Linked DNA regions of Mus musculus: all the other regions are linked to region 3. A link is a contact called in public Hi-C data. All regions are on one chromosome and are shown on one strand. Each heading gives the region's core, a stretch centred on a gene start, on an enhancer-like site or on the middle of the called end of the contact. The rest is flanking DNA. Distances are from core to core; before and after follow the strand shown.

Evidence for each region. Hi-C and Micro-C count contacts between places; a contact is called where the count stands out from the background.
Region 1: a Hi-C map of bone marrow-derived macrophages shows a contact between it and region 3, with 27 read pairs. The contact joins two enhancer-like sites. A contact is called at or near these places in 1 of 484 Hi-C or Micro-C datasets (bone marrow-derived macrophages) and 1 of 115 datasets of contacts at active chromatin or transcription factors (microglia).
Region 2: a Hi-C map of bone marrow-derived macrophages shows a contact between it and region 3, with 23 read pairs. The contact joins two enhancer-like sites. A contact is called at or near these places in 1 of 484 Hi-C or Micro-C datasets (bone marrow-derived macrophages) and 1 of 115 datasets of contacts at active chromatin or transcription factors (microglia).

Annotation. Positions count from the first base shown.
Region 1 is chr15:59,550,942-59,554,769 of GRCm38.p6, forward strand. All of the region lies in intron 4 of Nsmce2 (NSE2/MMS21 homolog, SMC5-SMC6 complex SUMO ligase), which reads left to right. Among named protein-coding and RNA genes, the nearest start is that of Gm36677, 65 kb to the right of the region's middle. Within about 2 kb of position 1,725, at least 28 of the 459 cell types and tissues checked have an H3K27ac peak or open chromatin away from gene starts, as enhancers often do. A contact at or near this core is called in bone marrow-derived macrophages, where this site is marked.
Region 2 is chr15:59,437,413-59,441,295 of GRCm38.p6, forward strand. All of the region lies in intron 3 of Nsmce2 (NSE2/MMS21 homolog, SMC5-SMC6 complex SUMO ligase), which reads left to right. Among named protein-coding and RNA genes, the nearest start is that of Nsmce2, 65 kb to the left of the region's middle. Within about 2 kb of position 1,684, at least 21 of the 459 cell types and tissues checked have an H3K27ac peak or open chromatin away from gene starts, as enhancers often do. A contact at or near this core is called in bone marrow-derived macrophages and microglia, where this site is marked.
Region 3 is chr15:59,863,072-59,867,117 of GRCm38.p6, forward strand. No RefSeq gene overlaps it. Among named protein-coding and RNA genes, the nearest start is that of Gm36819, 42 kb to the left of the region's middle. Within about 2 kb of position 1,795, at least 47 of the 459 cell types and tissues checked have an H3K27ac peak or open chromatin away from gene starts, as enhancers often do. A contact at or near this core is called in bone marrow-derived macrophages and microglia, where this site is marked.

The sequences.
Region 1 (3,828 bases), core at 475-2,974, 310 kb before region 3:
CTCTTGTCAAGAGCACATCTCAGTGAAGGCTCAGGTCAGGATGGCCCTGGCGATGAGTCACTGTAGTTCACTTTGGCCTCCTCCTGAAGCCCACTTTTATAATTTTCCAGTTCAATTATTAAGACACTGAATATCTGCATCATACTACTGCTGGATTGCAATGTAACCACTAACCAAGCATGTTTATGCAATGCCTTATGTGTAATCACTTATAATAAAAGTAAAAGCCGGGTGTGGTGGTGCACGCATTTAATCCCAGCACTTGGGAGGCAGAGGCAGGTGGATTTCTGAGTTCGAAGCCAGCCTGGTCTACAAAGTGAGTTCCAGACCAGCCAGGGCTATACAGAGAAACCCTGTCTCGAAAAACCATTAAAAAATAAAAAATAAAAATAAATAAATAAAAGTAAAGAGTATGGCTTAGTGATGGCTTCATATTGGCTAAAGGGGAAAGCCCGCGCCGTCTCTCAGCATGTTAGATTAATCCCTGCAGTGGAAACTAGATTGATTCTGACAGAGTAGCTGGAAGTCTAGTCAGCTGCCTGCTTGCTTCCTCCTTGCTGCCGTTGTGTAATGGGCAAAGGTGTGCTCTGGGGACCACTGAGGCATTTGGTTTTGCCCCTGGCAGAGGACTTGGATCTGATTCCCAGCAGCAGCAGCCGCAGCAGCAGCAGCAAAAGCGGCAATCCCTTTCCTCTGCCGAGTCATTGCCAGCTAAGGAAACAACTGTCCTCAAGTGCTGCGTGGGATCAGACACCAGAGAGAAAGAAATCCCGTTAGCTCATTTAATTAATTGTTTTACTTAAAACCCAAGCTGGGAAGAAGGAAAAGAAATCTCAGTCTGTGAAGTCCTTCATTGCAAATGCGGGGACCAGTATCGGGTCCCCAGCTCCCATGTAGTCAGACATGGTGGCACAAGCTTAGGGTCCCAGTGCTGAAGGGGTAGAAATGTGATCTTTCAAGCTCAGTTGTCAGGCTGCCCTATGCCAAGAACATCACACCGAAGTCTATCTCCTGGCCTCTGCAAACATGGACACTCCGCCCTCACACAGGCATATACCAGCACACGCAAATGTGCACGTATACACAATACATATAAGTAAAAAATAAGGCCCAGGGGCAGTTGGGACCAGATCACACCTTTAATCCCAGCAATGGAGAGACAGAGGCCGGTATTCTCTGCGATTTTGAGGCTAGCCTTGTCTACATAGGGTATTCCAAGACAGAGTTACATGGTGAGACCCTGTGTTTAAAAGAAAAGAAAGGAAGGAAAAGAAAGAAGAAATTAAAAGGAAGCCCCAAATCAGTATAAAATCCGAGAATTTATGTTTCAGTTTCCTTATCTAGCTCTCCAAAGAAAAGGGTCCCACTGTCGTCGTCCCCCCCCCCTCAGTCTTTGGAAAATACACAGATAATAAAAACATCAACTTGGGACCAGACAAATAGCTCATCAGTTAAAGGCACACACTACTGGAAAAGGACCTGACTGTTCCCTGCACCTGTGTCCGGCAGCTCACAGCAATGCTCACTCTGGCTCCCAGTGATCTGAAACCCACTTGTGCACTCCCCGGCATCAGCACTCAGCCATGTACATGCGCACACATACACACATCATTCAAAATAACCTTTAAAACAAAACTTGTTCCACATAGTTTATGATGTCACCAGGGATTCTTGATGAGGTTGTCAGCCTGTGTGTACCGTTCTGTTACTAAGCCCTGCTTTTTTCGGGGGTGTTGTGCAATATGTCAACACTTCCCGTTTCTTTCCTGTAAACTGCAGCTTTTCTGGTGATTAGTATTCATCGTCTTTTCCTGGTTATGGGATTGTCAGCTGCAGTCTTGAGGGAGTTCCCTGCCTGCTTTGGAAACAATCTGAAGAGCTGAATGTGTTACTTGGAAATTAAGAAATTTGGAAGCATTCATGGGAACCCAAACGGTAAAACAATCAAGAGATGGTTATGATCTTGAAAATCAGATAATGATAGGATAACAGAAGGAATAATCTCAGCCTTTCTAAAAGCTTCCTGAAACGTTTAATGGACACGTGTGTCCCTGCCCCATGCTTTTCAAAGGATGGATGTTCTTGTTCTATCTCAGGAGCTGGGCAAGTTGTGATGCTTCAGTTCCATCCCTCAGAGAACCCTGACTAATGCACATGGCCACTGCAGATGCTTCAGATGTGGCTTTGTAACTTAGTGCCTTGAATTACCCAGGGTTAACGAACTCTATCTTCTAAATCCCTTCTACAGCCATGGTGCCGACACACATCAGTGACACCTTGTCGTGGTAGAAGATGGGCTAGGCAAAGGCAAAAGTACTGTTTTCAGGGCAAGGAGTATGCAGTAAGCAGCTTTCTGCCCGGGGCCAGATGGGTTGGGACAGTCGGGAGACTGCTGATATAATGAAGAACAAGGGGCCTGTTAAAGGGTGGAAGAAAAGTTTCTCAGGGAGTGACTTCAAACTGAACCAGAAGAGAGCAAGACAAATAGAACGCAGAGAGTCCAGCAAGTGCAGAGGACGGAATGAAGCACATGTAAAGACCCGGGGGCATGTGGTGTCTGAGCAGCAGTACGAAGGCAGATGGAGCTGGGATATAGAGAGAGGTAGAACTAAGCCCTGATTGTAAGGAAACCAAGCTCTGCTAAAAAGTCAATTACAGGGAGGAAACAGTGAAGAATTGGCTTTATTTATAATTTTTCAGAATTAACCTAGTTCTCTATTATTTCTCCTTTAATTTTGGGTACTGGGGATAGAACCCCAGGCCAGACTGTGGTAGGCTCTTTCAGCCCTGGTTGCCTTTCCTTTATAGAGTGTAATAGAATTTCATTGCATAGCTCAGGCTGCTCCTTCAAATACATGATCCTCCTGTCTCAGCCTCCTGAGTGCTGGGAATACAGTCCTAAATGTGTAAAACCTTGAACGAAAGCTTGTGTGCCCAATCTGAGCCTTCAATGCCCTTGTCACATCCCCAGCACCACACAATGCAGAGACATCTCTTCACCCCCACTCTCAGCTCCTTGTGCCTTAGACTATCCCCAAGAACTTCCCTGGGCCCCACGTTCCTCTGTGGACAAAGGAGACATCCTGGTGAAAAAGGAGAATGTATAATGAAAGCTCTTGATCGGTGAGTAGAAGTTGGCTTTGCAGAATAAATTGAAGAGTCAGAGAAAGTCAGCTACTGGAGGTGAGATGCAGTCTACCGTTCAGTAGCAGCAGCGCTCCTGATGCACACCCTTCCTCTCCGCTTCCACCCCCCAGGTCCTCCTGGCCCCCAGAGTAAGCAGCTACAGATCATACAGGGATTGCATGGTAGCGACCTGAGATAAAGGGAAGTAAGAATAGCTTGTGGTCTTCAAAGACCGGTAATCAAATAAGGTGGAAACATGCAGAGATGGGAATTGCATGCATGAAGGTGATAATTTGTTCAAAATAATATAGCAACCAGAAGCAAAGTCTTTAATGCCTAAGTGAATATGGAAGCATTTGGCCAATTCCTGCCCACCATTAAAAGCTTATGCAAAGCCCATAAATCAGAAATATGCTCTTTAGACTTGCAGTTTCCTTTCTGGGAGCTTTGCATTTTTCGACTTGTGACTACTCCCTGAAAACAACCAAGGGCAAGTGCTGGTGGCATGCCAGTCTGGTTCCCCCCACCCCCCCACCCCAGAAGTCGGGTTGGTGATTCTGGAAGTGAGAGTCTTTTGCCATGGTAAATACTATGTCTGGGCCCACAGACAAGCATTCCATACATGGATTTCATTTGCTGTGCACCATTGCCTAGCAGTTCTGTGTACTGTTGGTGATGCAGCAGGCAACTAAGGGTCAGGGC
Region 2 (3,883 bases), core at 434-2,933, 430 kb before region 3:
GTGGTGTTATCTAACTCCTGTAAGTAATGATAGACAGAGTGCATTATTCTGAAAGGTATTCCACAGGTCGCAAAGCACCTAGGCGGAGGGCTTTGCTTAGTTAACTAATGCAGGTTTAATTTTCCTGTACACAGCTGTTACTGTATCCTGACAGGGAGACTCAAGCAAAGGGCAGTAGTGGGAAGTGGTTTTAATGGAAGAAAGCTGTGTTCATTATGTGGCCGCTTTATCAGAGTGACTGTCCTGGACTGAGTGGAGCCTTCGGAGGCCGAGCAACAGCCGAGAGCTCTTGGAGCACCAGTCCTGCATCCCCTGCACTGTTGCAATGGGAGGCTTGAAAGCCAAGGAGAGGCCCAGCCTTTCATACTTGCATTGCTCTCACCCTGCACTGAGACACAGCCAGACTGAAATCAGACTTAACCATTAGAAATTGTATATTGCTGTAGATGATAGTTTATAGATTCAAGGAGAAATGTTAAATTACCTGATAGATAAGCTTCCTTGGTTTTTTAGTTATTCTAGTCTAAGTAGGTTCACCTTAGAACAATAGGAAGAGGCAAAACAGCATTTCCTTGTCTTTTAGGTCATAATAGAAATAGTTCTTCTGGTTAAGACCTCTTGACTTGTAAGGCTGTGGCTGAGATCGAAGGGAGACAAGGAATATGGTCCCATAAGTACTCCCCAGACTGGGCTTCCTGTGCTAATACTCAGAAAGAATAGGCTTTCTTGCAGTTCAGCACCAGTCCTTTCCCCTTCCACGTTTCTGCTTCCCCAGTAGACAGAGCACAAACGTGTGTCCCTAGGCCACGACCTCCTGCCCTTGTGTGCACAGTCATACATAGTTCATCCCATGCCCTGGTGCAGACACTGACATCTCTTACTCCATGCCTCTCCGTGGATACACTCTGACATCTTTTCCCCCGTGCCCCATATTCCCTATGTACACTCAGGTATCTTTCACACTCTGACCTCTCTATCCCACACCTCTCATGCACACAATCTCATCGTTTATTTGTTTAGTTTTTTGTTTGTTTTTGAGTTAGGTTTTTTTTTTTTAGTTTAGTTTATTTGTTTAGTTTTCATTTTGTTTTTGAGTTGGGGTTTTCTTATGTAGCTCAGACTGACCTGGGGCTCACTCTATAGCCTTCTGCTTTAGTGCACCGAGTGCTGGGATTGCAGGTGGGTTCCAGACGAACATGAGACTTCTTTCTCCGTGTCCTCGGTGCCTTATTCGAAGATTCCAATGCAAGGTGGTTCCTCACCACCACTGCTGAGTTATGGAGACAAAAGAAGCTTATCTAAGTATGTGTAAGTTTGAGGTCTTTCATAGTTAGAACTTTGAATGCTCAGAACATTCAATTTGATGCAGTATAGATGAAGGGAAGGAAGCATAAGGTTCATGTGTGCTGAGAGTATAATGGAAAAAGCTAGGGAGTTGTGCTGGCTAATCTCACGTCAACTGGACACACACACCGGAGTATCTGAAAGGAGGGGACCTCAGATGAGAAAATGCCTCCGAGGTAGACTGGCTGTAAGGCATTTTCTTAATGAATGATCAATTGGGGAGGGCCCGGCCTATTGTAGATGGTGCTATTCCTAGAATGGTGGTCCTGGCTTTTATAAGAAAGCAGGCTGAGTAATCCAGTGAACAGCACTGTTCTATGGCCTCTGCATTAGCTTCCAGGTTCCTGCCCTGTCCTGACTTCCTTTAATAATAAATAGCAATGTGGCAATGTAAGCCAAATAAACCCTTCCCTTCACAACTTAGTTTTTGGTCTGGTGTATCGTTGCAGCAATAGAAACCCTGACTATGATAGAGTCCATCTTAAAACAATAATGCTCTAAAGGAAATTATGCTAAAGAGATAGGAAAAGACTAGATATGAAAAGAGTGGAATAATTTTATTTCCTTTTCAGGAATTATACCAGTTATTTTTCTCCTTATTATGACTATGCCTCATAAGAAGCAACTTAAGGGAGGAAGGGCTCTTTTGGCTCATGGTTTAATAAGAAGGGATATGGTTTACCATGGCAAGGAAGGCATGGCAGCAAAAATGTGAGGCAGGAGCCTGGCACGTGTGTCTGCAGTCAGGAGACAAAGAGCAGACAGGAAGCGAGGCCAGGCTACTAATACTAAGGCCAAGGCCTGCCCTCAGTGACCCACTTCCCCAAGGCTCTGTCTCCAAACAGCTCCACTAACTGGGGACCAAGTATTCACACAGTGTGAGCCTATGGGCGACATTTCACATTCACACTGCAACAGAGACATAGTCTTTAATCTTATTTGAGGAAATATATGTTCTACAATAGAAGTGGAAGCATTGGAGGACTAGCTCATTTTGGTATCCTTGAGGAACTGAGAACAAGGAAGGAGAGGAGGGACTTTAGTCTTTGATAGAAATGTGTGTGCTGAGTGACGCCTAGAAGTATCTGCTGAAACTAAGCTGGAAGTCAGTATGGTTGTTCAAAGGTCTCCTTAGTCATGTAGTTAGAATATTTCACTTGATAAGCAGTACCTGGCTTATCATTTTAAAAGACTTAGAAGAATTTTTGAAATCACTGATTGATGAGTCTGACTTGTGTGCAGCATGTTTTGTGTGAATAACTTGTGGGTTAAAAGGTATCTCTTAAAATACCTGCATCACAAATTCATCACAAGGAATTGGAAAACAGTGGTAACAGCTTAAGTTCTCTGGGTAAACGCTGAGTTATGCTTGAGTAAGCCCTCTTGATAGGTGCCCGAGAATTTCTGCAGTTTAGGCTGCACTTACAGGATGGGAGGAAGGAGAAGAAGAGGGAAGGTATTGGTCCTCTGCTCCCAGCTGCTCCTTCCTCTTCAAGGTTCCCGCCATATGTGGTGGATGTTTGTCTCAGTTCTTTTGAGATGCTCTAACAGACTCCCATCAGTATACTCATGCACAGCAGACGTGTGCTGCACAGCTTTGGAGGCTGGGAAGTTAAGATTAGGACAGCAGCATGTCAGTGTCCAGTGAGAGTCCACTTTGGTCAGTCTCTGTTCATAAGGTAGAAGGGCCAATCAGGCTCCTTAAGAGCTCTGGGTTCCTTTTTTAAGGACATAAATCTGAGCATGTGTCAGTGTTCTGCCGTTACCACAGCACCTTCTAGAGGTGTAGGGTATAATATCAGCACACACCTGCAAAAGTCACAAACATCCAGAATTTGACAACAGCAATTCCTTGTCATCCTGTGATGTCCACCTTAGTTATCCTTGTTAGTTGGGCTTCCTTGTCTCATATAAATAAGGGTGGTGATACTAACATGGCAGTGTTTTGTGGTACCTTCTATTTCTAAGTGGCCTTATGAATATAAGCATATAACTTATATCATAAAACCTCACCTTTAGCATATAACCTCACCTCAGAGTTCAGCAGACAGAAGAGCAAACTTTCTGGTACAGATGAGAAGCCCAAGATTGACAGTTACCTTGGTTTCCCAGGGTAACACTCCTAGTGATACATGCAGAGGTTGTAGTCTCTTGTCCTCTTATGTGACATGTCAGTGTTGATTGATGTTACTTCATTCCATTCCTTTAACTTTCATATCATAAGCCTGATTTTGTTGGCTAGCTTTTGGCCACTCCTTCAAACCCATTTTTTTTTTTTTTTTTGTAATGTGAATTGGTGTGAATGTGTTAGATCTCCTGAACTGGAGTTACAGACAGTTGTGAGCTGCCATGTGGGTGCTGGGAGCTGAACTCAGGTCCTCTGGAAGGTCCGCTGGAAGGAAGCCAGTGTTCTTAACCACTGGGCCGTGTCTCCAGCCCCTCAAACCCACGTCTGGTGCATCTCTCCAGACCCATCAGTTCTTGGTATTCTTACTTAGTCTCTTGTATTTCACACTGTGCACATTTCCTGAAGATGGTG
Region 3 (4,046 bases), core at 545-3,044:
CACAGGTCATATGCAAATGTATTATCATTATATAAAGACTTAGCATTTAGCCAAAATTCGTTCAGTGAAGGGGAGATGGAACCTGTAGAGGACATCTCCAGTGGATAGGCATGACACCCAGTCAAGGGACGGGGCCACCCACCCATCTCAAAGTTTTTAACCCAGAAATGTTCCTGTCCAAAGGAAAGACAGGGCCAAAAAAAACCAAAACAAAACAAAAAAACAAAACAAACAAAACAAACCAAACAAACAAACAAAAAAACCCCAACCCAACCCAAACCAAACCAAAAAACCAAAAAAACCCAAAAAACCAAAAAGCCAAAAATGGAACAGACACTGAAGAAAGGGCCATCTGGGGACTACCCCATGAGGGGATCCATCCTGTCTGCAGACACCAAGCTCAAGACACTGTTGCTGGTGCCAAGAGGCACTTGTTTGACAGGAGCCTGGTGTGGCTGTTCCCTGGGAGGTTCAGCCAAGAACTGGCCAATGCAGAAGTGGATGCTTGGAACCAACCATCAGACTGAGCCAACCACTGAGCTGTCCCAGTGAGTTTGCTGGTGGAAGGACTGGAGGGGTGGAGAGGGATTGCAACCCCATAGGAAGAAGAGTGTTGGCTGGCTGGACCACCCAGTAATCCCAGGGACTAGACCACCAGCCAAGGAGTGTACAGGGAGGGATCCATGACTCCAGATACATATGTAACAGAGGATGGCCTTGTCTGACATCAATGGGCGGGGAGGCCCTTGGGCCTGTGGAAGTTTGATGTTCCAGCATAGGGGAATGCTGGAGTGGTCGGGCAAGAGTAGGTGAGGAGCACCCTCATAGAGGCAAAGGAGAGGCAGGAGAGGGTGGATGTGGGAGGGGCATTTGTGGAGGGGTAGCTGGGAAGTGGGATATCATTTGAAATGCAGACAAATAGAATAATTAATAAAAATAAAAAGACTTGAGTATTCACAGAAATGACCCTGGAAAATCCATGGATCCCAATGGATTAACAAGGTAGGTGCTTCACAGGGTCAAGAACTAATTATTGATGCCTTTATAATGTCGTTCTATTGTGAAGGTGAGAAAGCTTCTCCATCTTGTCCCAGCTGAAGCCATCTTTGGCTCCCTCACCCCCTGCTATTAGAAGTCCCGTGGGAAAGCACCCAACCTTGTTTTAGAAACTCGGGGTTGAAATGCCCTAGCTAACGGCATGCTCTTGACTCTTGGTAAACTGCTTGTTAAACTTGCTTCCCTGCTGGCAAACCAGGATATAGTTTTTCTGTGTTCTTTAATTTTGAAAGCTCCCTGCAATGCGCTTTCAGGGCTGCCTTTTGGGAAGCGTTTCTCTTCAGGCCGTCCCCAGCCTGCTCAATACAGACTCCCAATTCAAATTTTGGTCATGCCGGGTGAGTGGTCCTTGGGTCTTTACCAGGTAACACTATTACTAAAATACCATTGAACAGCGACTGTACCAGTAATAGCTGTGTTAGTAGCAGTGCTTGTCACATGATGAGAATTGGGTAAGCCAGGGGCTATGGCTGGTGAGACTAAGTGGTAAACTCTACATTCCGTTGCTAACATCCCTTCATTCTCGGTGGCTGAACAGTTACTTAAGCTTTGATGCGAATCGTGTTGTTATGGGGAGCGTGTCTTCTCAACAAACAGCGACTTGAGGACCCTTCCATTTTGTGAACGTCGTTAACTAAGGAGCTGTTGAAGTCATCGTGGAAGGGGAAGAGAGAGTGTGGCAATAGGTCAGAGGCTGTGACAGCACCCATCGGTCAGCATCCTACTGAACTAACTGCAAGGGAGATCCAGAGATGTGGTCTCGCGTGCTTGGGGAAAAGAGGAAACAGGCTTGGGGAGCGTCTAGAAGCTTCTGCCATTGTGCAAGCAGTAGAGGGAGATTGTACGCTTGGAAGTCTAACTGGAAGTCATAGACTGGAGGGGCGTGCTGGCAAACAGGGTGGAAATCAGGGGAGGTAGTTAGCCGGTACCAGCCAAAGCTAATCTCAGGTCAGCAGTGCAGTGTTTGTGCTCTTAGCTCTCTCATCCTTGGGGGTTGCGCTGCTTACACTGAGAAGGCATCTGAGAATCTGACAATTGGTAAAGGGCTAGAGGCAGACATTTATAAGAAAGGAAATAACTTGAGAGAAAACGTGTGGATAGTGCGGACCACCGCAGTTAAGAACTCTTTTTTCCCCCCGCGTAGCCCTATTTGTCTCCCCCTGGTGGCCATTATAAGCAACCATAGTTCCCTTCCCGGAGCTTAGCTGCTTGAGCAAGATCAAGTTATTCATCTCCTCAGTCACCCGAGCATCCTTGATGTCAGACTCCCAGCAGTTGACAGTTCTAACAGCAGCTCTTGGTGATGGTTTCTGAGGAGCAACAGTGATGTAAAAACCCAGCATAGAAACTCAGGAGACTCATTTGACTGCCTTCTGTCCATCTAGAGCAGTGGTTCTCACCCTTCCTAGTGCTGTGACCGTCAATTCAGCTCCTCATGTTGTGCTGATCCCAACCACAACATTATTTGTGTCGCTACTTTGTAGCTGTAATTTTCTACTGTTATGACTTGTAATGTGCAGGATATCTGGTGTGCGACCCCTGTGAAAGGGATGTTCGGTCCCCACAGGGCTTGCCACCCATAGGTTGAGAACTACTGATCTAAATTTTTCAGAATTCAGAACTTTTCCTTCAGTGACGCTGACAGATGCCCTTCACCTTTCTGTGTGATTTTTTTGGGGGGGGGGGAACAAATCATCTAAGGATGGAGACGTTTGCACTTTCTAGGTGCCTTTGTTGACGCCCCACAACCTTAATCACCTCATCATATGGGTGTGCACTAAAACAGGGAGGCCAAGTTTTCAGATGAGGAAACTGAGGTCCAGAGAGCCTATGTGACTTGTTGAAGGTGCCATTGCTCTTAACGTGTCAGAGCTTGTGCTAGTGCGATGGCCACAAGACGCTTTCTTTCTTCACACGGTGTTGTACCAATCATAACCACAGCTGTGAGGGAGGTGTTTTAAGGTCCTCTCAGCCATTCTGGCCCAGATGGCCTATGGTGTTCACACTAGTGATCTCTGGTGTGGTGGAGAAAGCACACATCGAGCGACTGCATCTTTTAAGTACTTAGATTTTTGATATGTCACTCTTGCCTTGCCAGATCTTCTTCTTTTATTTTTGCACAATGTGTTTAATCATCATGTACCACTGTGGGCATTTTCTAGGCTAAATTTAGATGACTGAAGTCCCCGCCCAGAACCCTCACCATCCTTTAAATAACCTAGATTATTTTGAAAAGTTCCAGCCAGGCTCCTGGCTTTGGGGGAACAAATAAAAAAAGATATGGGCTGTGTCCTTGATTGGGAGAAAGCCGACCTGTAGGGCAGTTGGGAAAAGCGCTGGATCGGGGGTGGGGTGGGGGTGGGGCTAGTGGGGTAGAGTGGAGTTGGGTGGGCGGGAGCGGAGCCGAGCGGGGCGCTGAAAACCTTGTTGAGACATCAAGACCAGTCCTGATGTAGAGAAAAGAGGAAAAGTTTCCGTGGTGAATTCAGTTGCCCCATTAGGGTTCTTGTAGCCATAGGTCAAAGGTCCTGCATCCTTAGAGTGTCCTCACTGAGGAGCAAATAAAGAAGCAGCATGCCTGCTCTTGTGTCACCTCCACATGTGGAATCAGTGACACATCTCATTTGCCAGAACCATCGCCTTCTCTCCTTGCTGCAGGAGACCTTTGATATTTTCTCACTTTCTATCGCCAGTTCCCGTCTGTCTCCTCACCCGTTACCAGCGACCTGAAATGCAGAAGCTGTCCTAGTTAGAAACCACCCCAGAGCCCACAGCTTTTCCACATCAGCCTTTGAGTCACTGGACAAGTGAAACCCCAGGAAGGCCACAGGGGTCACCTGGGCTTCCCCCGAACCCACGTGTTGTCCTGTGTTCTATGGTAGGGTGGCTTCTGCTTGCCTCTGCCCTCTGTTGCCTCTCTGTGATGTGCTCCCATCCTTTCCTTAATGGATGTCCCGTTAGCCTAAGACCATGCTCAAATATCTACTCTA